Regions from separate parts of the Mus musculus genome. Here all the other regions are linked to region 1. Evidence: chromatin contacts called from public ChIA-PET and Hi-C data. All regions are on one chromosome and are shown on one strand. Each heading gives the region's core, a stretch centred on a gene start, on an enhancer-like site or on the middle of the called end of the contact. The rest is flanking DNA. Distances are from core to core; before and after follow the strand shown. Region 1 has its middle 33 kb from the start of Gm30536. Region 2 has its middle 4.1 kb from the start of Gm30908. Region 3 holds the start of 5031425F14Rik (RIKEN cDNA 5031425F14 gene).

The links. Hi-C and Micro-C count contacts between places; a contact is called where the count stands out from the background. ChIA-PET counts read pairs in DNA pulled down with a chosen protein or histone mark.
Region 2: a contact with region 1 is called in an RNA polymerase II ChIA-PET map of memory CD8 T cells, with 8 read pairs. The contact joins two enhancer-like sites. A contact is called at or near these places in 2 of 484 Hi-C or Micro-C datasets (the HPC-7 cell line and bone marrow-derived macrophages), 2 of 115 datasets of contacts at active chromatin or transcription factors (embryonic basal ganglia and memory CD8 T cells) and 1 of 9 other capture datasets (embryonic trunk).
Region 3: a contact with region 1 is called in a Hi-C map of natural killer cells, with 4 times the contacts expected there. The contact joins the promoter of 5031425F14Rik here to the enhancer-like site in region 1. A contact is called at or near these places in 5 of 484 Hi-C or Micro-C datasets (bone marrow-derived macrophages, cerebellar granule neurons, cerebral cortex and 2 more), 3 of 115 datasets of contacts at active chromatin or transcription factors (embryonic basal ganglia, memory CD8 T cells and microglia) and 4 of 9 other capture datasets (embryonic stem cells, embryonic tail, embryonic trunk and 1 more).

Annotation. Positions count from the first base shown.
Region 1 is chr2:166,226,442-166,229,068 of GRCm38.p6, reverse strand. No RefSeq gene overlaps it. Among named protein-coding and RNA genes, the nearest start is that of Gm30536, 33 kb to the right of the region's middle. Within about 2 kb of position 1,333, at least 37 of the 459 cell types and tissues checked have an H3K27ac peak or open chromatin away from gene starts, as enhancers often do. A contact at or near this core is called in bone marrow-derived macrophages, embryonic basal ganglia, memory CD8 T cells and 1 more, where this site is marked.
Region 2 is chr2:166,466,054-166,468,680 of GRCm38.p6, reverse strand. No RefSeq gene overlaps it. Among named protein-coding and RNA genes, the nearest start is that of Gm30908, 4.1 kb to the left of the region's middle. Within about 2 kb of position 1,325, at least 20 of the 459 cell types and tissues checked have an H3K27ac peak or open chromatin away from gene starts, as enhancers often do. A contact at or near this core is called in memory CD8 T cells, where this site is marked.
Region 3 is chr2:166,446,151-166,448,777 of GRCm38.p6, reverse strand. 5031425F14Rik (RIKEN cDNA 5031425F14 gene) reads right to left here and starts at 1,327. Exons shown (of 3, transcript NR_015558.3): 1 at 131-1,327.

The DNA.
Region 1 (2,627 bases), core at 84-2,583:
TGGCGTGGAAAACTGAGTCACTGCAAATTTCATTCACTCTCCAGCTTTCCCATCAGCAGAAGCTGGTCCCTCTGTCAAGGTGATTTTCCCTCTCTGTTGCTTCCACTAGACTCTCATATGTCCCCTATCCAGACTCTGTGACTCACCCCCTCCCTACCGGGCCCCCAGTCTCTGTCCATCATATCCCCACATGCCTGGTGCCTGGCTCTGGCTTTCAAACCCTAAGCCCCACACACATTCAGAAATTGTTTGATCAAAGGATCAAAGTAATGACAAAGCCAGGTAGGAGGGCACCGAGGAGCCCAGGAGACACAAGCCAGGTATTTGATGTCCACTTCCCCCTTGGAGAAGATCAGCTCTAGGAGGATTGTGTGCCCTGACTTTGCCCTTGACCAACCCAACCCAACCCAACCTAATCCATCCCTCTGGAGAGGAGGGTTCAGAAAGCCTGTGGACACGGCCTTGAGGCCAAAATGGGAAGGGGAAATGACTCAGCTGAGCCCAGGAGGAAGGTCTCAGCTGGCAGATCCACATCCATCCAATGAGCGTGACAGAGTGTCTCTACGCACCTCCGTCTCTGCCCAAAAGCACAGGCCACAGCATCCATTGCAGACTTGAGCTCACGGGGGGGGGGGGGGGGCGATGCAGAGGGAGCCTGGGTGGATGGCAAATAGGGAGAACACAGTTCTTGGCTTCCAGAGATGACATACAGAAGCCACAGCCTAAGATGGCCATGAGCTTAGCCTATGAGAGGGAGGAAAGGGGTGATCTATAGTGGAGATCTACAGGGGTGATCTATAGTGGTGATCTACTGGGATGACCAGCCTGGAGGAGCAGACAAGAGAAGGAGGTGTAGCCAGAGGGGTTTTCTAGGATCCACAAAGCCCAGGGCACAACTCCTCCGCTCATGAATACAAACATTGCATCCTTCTGCATCCACACTGAACTTCGGGGTAGTTTTTGTTTGTTTAATGTTTCTGAATATTTGATGAGAATAATTTTTTTAAAAAAATATATAGTAAAGGGAAGAACTTTTAAAAAGTTGGAGATTCATCTCTGCCGTGTTTGAACCAGTTTCTCAAAGATAAAGTCATAACTATTTCACAAACATCAAATAACCATGTGTCAAAATTTTATTTAACTCAGTAGCTAGTGAAAGATCTGGGAAGATTTTAGAGACAATTCAAGTAGACTAAGCTGTCTGGCTGTTGAGCCCCCAGGGATCCTCCTGTCCCCACCTTGCCAGTACTGAGATTCCAGGCTCACCCCACTGCACCAGCTTCTCTCTATGTTCTCATGCTTACACCGACTGGGCAGGGACTTTCCCAGCCAGCCATCCCTCGGCGCTTGGTGTTTCTTTGATGTCTGTGGAGTGTGTCACGCCCTGTGGCCACCCCACGCCTGTCCTGAGTCTCCTGAGGTCTCAAGCAGGTAGTGTCTGAGGTTGACATCTTGCTGCTTTTAAAGCCACAGGTTCACACATCTCTTAGGAGCCTCACATCACAGAAGTGTTTAGATACTTTTTTTTTTGCATACTAATATTGTCCTTTTTCTACTCTAAGCAGTGTCCTGCGAGTCAGTTCCTTTGATCTGTTCTTGAGTATAGCGTTAATGGTGCCTATACTGGTTATTCTGTTTCTATACCTCATTCTGCAGTAAGAGAGCATCCTGAGATAAGATGTAGGAGGAAGGGTGGACGGAGAGCTAATAGTGTGGGAGGGCAGGCAGCCACCTTCCCATGGCCTACAGCTTCTGTGTTTCTCTCCCCGATAACAAGAGCCCAGTTCTTTTCAGGAGAACAAGGCCTTCCCCCACACACTCAGGAAGGCCTGCCAATCAGGGTGACTGGCCCCTCACCCAGGCAATGTGTGCTTTCTTCCTGGAAGCTGCTCATTAAGTGGGGTGACCAAAACATCACAAGCAGTTGAAACTGGCCCCTCTGTGGCCAAATCTGTTCCTGTTGCTCACAGAGAGCCCTGACCCAAAACGAAAGAAAACAAACCATGAACAGAAATACCATTGAAAAGGCTGAAAGGTCTGCTGGGGGTGGGGAGTGCCCCACCAACTGGGGGTGGGGAGTGCTCCACCAGCATGCATAGGGTCGCAGGTTCAATCCCCAGTAGAGGGGGGCAGGGAGAAAGGCCTACAAAGAATGTTAATGAAGTGCACTGGAGTGGCCAAGGAGGACCTGAGTTGGAATTCCCAGCTCCCATGTAAAAGGTCAGACATGGCTGTAAGTGTGCCTCACACCCCAGTACCGTGGGCATGGGAGACAGGAGGATCTCAGGGTCTGGCTGGCTAGCAAGACCATAGACCAAGACCAAGACATAGAGCAAAACACCAGAAGACATCCTACACACTCACACACACACACACACACAGGGGAGGAAAAATCTATTAATCTGGGGCAAAAGAACATTTAGTTCATCCTTGGACAACTACTCTCATTCACCAAGTTTTAGCCAGGTCCTCTAGGCTTCTTTGCAACCAGGCCTGAACTTTGAACTTTGACCCTGGCCTCACCAGACCTGCATCCCTGCAAGAATCCCCACCTCACACCTGCTTGGCCTATCCCCAGCAAGGACCCTGCTGATCTACCAAGAATTGATCCACACAGCGGGAATCCT
Region 2 (2,627 bases), core at 76-2,575, 240 kb before region 1:
GCAGGCAGAGGGTCTGGCATTATGTGTTTGTTATTTATATAGCTCAGGGAAACAGAAGCATAGAATGTGTTCATTTCCAGAAAGTAAGAGGCAGAGCTGGCTTTTTCCCGAGGGTCCTGTCCTTGGGGGCAGTGCCTAGCCCATTCCCGTAGGATGCCACCTTTTCCAGGTGATGCATGACTTGCTGGATGCTCAGGCACGTCTGCCCTTTGCAGGTGCCCAAAACTCCGAATCTCTCCAGTGTGACTCAGTCTCCCCTGTGGGGGTGAGACTCAGGTCTCAGTGCATCCTTCTTGGGTCAGGGGAGGAGGCTGCAATGGTGTGGGCCATCAAGGTGGACTGTAGCTTACTTCTTACTCTCCATTGGATCTGAGGGTGCTGGTCACAGGAAACACTTGGTAGGCAGGATGGCTATTATTAGTTGTCGACTTGACCACCTCTGGAATGAACTAAAACCCCCAAGTGGAGGCCACACTTGTGAGGAATTTTTGCTTAATTTGAAGTAGGAAGCTCTCCTTACCACCCAGATCCTTGCAGTAGAGAGACACGCCTTTAATCTGGATATTGAGTTGGAGAAAACCCACACTTTTTAATCCAGATCATTAGAGCTGGGAAAACCCACCTCTAACCTCGGCCACACCTTCTGCTGGAATCCTATATGGCATGGAGGAAGGATGCTCTCTCTTCTGCCTGCTTGCCCTCACCTTGCTGGCAAGTGCATTCCTTCACTGGCATTAGAGCCTACTTCTTTGGGATTTCAGCACATGCTGAAGACCAACGGAGACATCCAGCCTTGTGGACTGAGGAACTACTGGATTAAATCCCCCTTTATCTGACTCTGTATTCGTATCCATGTCTGTATCCATCCATCCCTCCCTCCCTCCCTCCCTCCCTACCTCCCTCCCTCCCTCCATCCATCCATCCATCCATCCCTCCATCCCTCCATCCCTCCATCCATCCATCCCTCCATCCATCCATCCCTCCATCCCTCCATCCATCCATCCCTGCATCCCTCCATGCATCTGTCAGTCTACCTATCTATCTCTTCATTCTGTAAGCTCTGTTGCTTTAGAGAACCTTCACTAATACAGTTGGGGAGCAGACATGCCTCCTCTCTTTAGGAGAGTGAGGGTTACAGACAACATTCTGGGACAGCAGTGACCATCATCAGACCACAAGGAAAGTCAACACGAGTGTGAGGGTCTAGTGTCGGGACAGAAGGACAACAAAGGAGTATAAAGTACACTGCTTCCTGAACACGCCTGAAGTCCTCCTACCCAGATACGAAAGCCGATGCACCCCCTTCACTGTTTAGCTCAGCTTGACTTTTGTGTTGCTCTTGGCAACCCTGAGTATTCTAAGCAATATCCTCTTTCTTCCTAGTGAGGTCAAAGAGAGGGCATTCGAGAAGCTGCCTGCATCTTGAAAAGGAAATGCTTCTAGCTTACATGCTTTGTAAGACTTTTCTCAACTCAATAGCATGACAAACCCATAGGAAACACGGCCTCTCTGTGTGTGTGTGTGTGTGTGTTTTCCAATAACCCATTTAGTTACGAACTCATTTTCCAATAACCCATTTTAGCTATGAACTCATCAATGGATTAATCCTTTAATGAGGTTATCACCCCTAAGATCCAGTGACTATGAAGATCCTCATACCCGCCTCCCATTCTGCTTGGGGGACTGAGCTTCAGTGCACATCTTTGGGGAAACAGTTCGCGTCCAGGTCATAATATTCTCTCCTACCACCACTCCAGTGCACAGGTCATCATGCAAATGCATTCATTCACCCAGCCCCGTGAGCCCGCTCTTCACGGTTCTGTATTATGAAAGTCCAACTCTACATCTCCTCAGGGAGCCAAAGTAGCCCTTAGCCATAATAGAATAAAGAACCAAGTCCCACACTCCATCATCCTTCCTGGTTAGACAGACAGACAGACACAGGGCAGATGTTTTCATTCAAACAGAAGAGTTTAGGAAGCAAGACCAAGACCCAACGGGCAGATATTAAGCTTTACAGCTCCGTGTTCAGCATCTGGGTCTCATGGTGGCCATGTCTGGATGTGTCCTGATGGCTGTGGTCCACACGGGCCTCCCTTGGATGGTTCTCCTTGCCTCTCGGTCTTTCCTGCCATCAGCTTAGATGCCACCCTCACAGCTTTGACCCATCACCTTCTCCAGGGCTGCCCAGAGGGAACTTGGCTCCATCACAAAATGCCTAACCACCTTGGGAATTTTGATGGAAGCCTCCGTGGCTCCAGGACTCCTAGCGTACTCCATCCCACAGAGCCAAGCAGTGCATGGGTGTCGCCGAGGTTCCCAACAGAGCAGCAGTAGCCAGATGTGCTTGGCTGATGACTACATGACCTTTGCGTGCCTGGGTGGTTGAACACAGTCAAATGAACACTAGAGAAATGATCCCCGAGCCAGCAGGGCATCCTGGATCTTGTCCCAAATCAGTCTTTGAGAGGGATTTACGATTTCATGCCCCTGAGCCTGTGAAGACTGAGTTGGCCAATTCCTGAAGTGCCTTCGAGCCTTCTTGCCCATTGTCCCCGTGCAAAGCTCTTGGCTTCTTTTAGAGGACACTAATCTCTTTAGCAATCACACCCTCCCTGGAGTGATAA
Region 3 (2,627 bases), core at 78-2,577, 220 kb before region 1:
GTCCTCATCAGTGAGCCATGGAAAGGCTTAGTGATAACCGAGCTGTTGCTTTTCTTCTTTGGTCTGTTGGTATCTCCAACCCCGTTATGCCTGTGACGGCCCACTTGGAAATGGAGGCAGACAAACTTACCACCATCTCTCTAACCAAGCAGAGTGCCCAGCAACCGAAGCAGGCGTTCTGAAAACCCCACTTCCCACCTCTGCCAGTGCAGAGGTCGCTGTGAAGGTCAGTGATGACTCGGCCCCTAATCCTGAGTCCTAGTCCCTTCCTGCCCTGCTGACCGACTGGAGGCCATCTCATGGCTCATGATTCCTCACGAACCCAATCCCAGTGCCAGAGTCAGAGCTTCACAGGCTCATGGCCTCTGTGTGCCAGAACAGATTCAGCTTGGAAGCAGGCCAGTTGCTTACAGCTCCAAAATGGCTTGGCAAAGCGTCTGAGACACGGCCTGTGGTCTGTGCTGGGTGAAAACTCGCCCACATTTGTTAGCGATTAACTGATCTGCAGATGGAGCTCAGTACACCTCCGTGACCCACAGATAAACCAGCTCACTCCTAACAAGAGAGGCAGCTCGGGACTGTTCCAGCTCGGGGCTGTTCCAGCTCGGGGTCTCTCCAGCACAAGGCTGCTCCAGCTCAGGGTCCCTCCAGCACAGGGCTGCTCCAGCTCAGGGTCCCTCCAGCACAGGGCTGCTCCAGCTCAGGGTCCCTCCAGCACAGGGCTGCTCCAGCTCAGGGTCCCTCCAGCATAGGGCTGTTCCAGCTCAGAGTCTCTCCAGCTCAGGGCTGCTCCAATTCAGAGTCTCTCCAGCTCAGGGCTGCTCCAGCTCAGGGTCCCAGCACAGGGCTGCTCCAGCTCAGGGTCCCTCCAGCACAGGGCTGCTCCAGCTCAGGGTCCCTCCAGCACAGGGCTGCTCCAGCTCAGGGTCCCTCCAGCACAGGGCTGCTCCAGCTCAGGGTCCCTCCAGCACAGGGCTGCTCCAGCTCAGGGTCCCTCCAGCACAGGGCTGCTCCAGCTCAGGGTCCCTCCAGCACAGGGCTGCTCCAGCTCAGGGTCCCTCCAGCACAGGGCTGCTCCAGCTCAGGGTCCCTCCAGCACAGGGCTGCTCCAGCTCAGGGTCCCTCCAGCATAGGGCTGCTCCAGCTCAGGGCTGCTCCAGTTCAGAGTCTCTCCAGCTCAGGGCTGCTCCAGCTCAGAGTTATTGGGAGGAAATATCACCAGAGAAAGAAAGGAGCCTAGAGCGTGAAAGCAGGGTGTGAGGCAAGTCCCAGGAAGTTCTGGGGAGGCCAATGGTCATGTGTTGCTTCTGGAGTCTGTGGCTCTCCTGTAGCCCTCTTCTTGTGGGAAAGATGGGGAAGGAGAGGAAGTGAAGGGGGTTCTGGAAGTTGGGGGGTCTTTCAAACCTTAGGCAGCAGTGGGTGTGTGCTTAAGCTCAGGGCAAATAAATATGGATGAGAAGTAGACATAAGGTTGAATTTCACTCTTCAGATGAAGTGCATCTGGACTCTTGTGGGCAAAGAACCCAAAGATTAAAGCTGCCAGGCCAGCCACAGGCCATGACCACCTAGTTTAACAAGGGCAAAGGGTGGCAGTCACAGGTAGTTACACATCTGAGTGACATTCACGGAAGATACACCTTAAGGGACCAAGGCTTCCTCTGGGTTCACATGGTGACAAAGCGCCCTTTCTCATGGTGGGAAAGGCATTCATGGCAGAGTCCCCTGTGACTCCCCACTGTGGCTGCCGGAATCTCCCACTGCTTGCTTAGATCCTAGAGCACTGGTTTTCAATCTATGGGTTGTGACCCCTTTGGGACTCACATATCAGATCCTGTGTATCAGATACATACGTTATGATTCACGAGAGCAACAAATTACAGTTATGAAGTAGCAACAAATAATTTTGTGGTTGGAGGTCACCACAACATGAGGAAGTGTATCAAAGGGTCACTGTATTAGGAAGTTTGAGAACCACTGGCCTAGAGGCTCAGGAAACAGCCAGGACTGCTATACCAGGGGTGGGGCTAAGAAAGGCCCAGCCACAAGTGACTCACTTCCTCCAACTAGACCCTATATATAGAAGGATTCTAAAATCCCCCAAACAGAGCTGCTGACAGGACACTAGGTGGTCAAGCCCAGGAACCCAAGGGGACGGTTCACACTATCAGGTGGAACTTAATCTGGATCCTTATAGCAAAGGAAGGGTGGTGGATTAGACACACAGGGTAGCTCACACAACCCAGGAGTTGCCAGTGTAATCTCACCAAGCAGAAACGTTGAATTTTGTTGACTAAGGTTTTTTAAAAACCTACCACTGACCATGTGGCCCACATGAAGGGGCAGCAGAGAGATTTATCATGGTACTGTTTACTTCACTGGGAAAGTGGAAGTCACAGGGACAGAAAACACACCACTGCTATACAGCTCCAACACCAGACATCCCAGGGGTCTCCAAGAAGGACACTTCTTATTCATCTCCTCTCTGAGCCCTGGATGGGCTGGTTAGAACAAAGAACAAATAAGAAAAGAGCAGGCTGGGTCAGGCTGCAGGAACAAACAGGGGCTTCCACAGGAAGAGGGTCTCTCCCTGTCCCCACTCTGGGACATGGATGGAGAGTGGCTTTCTT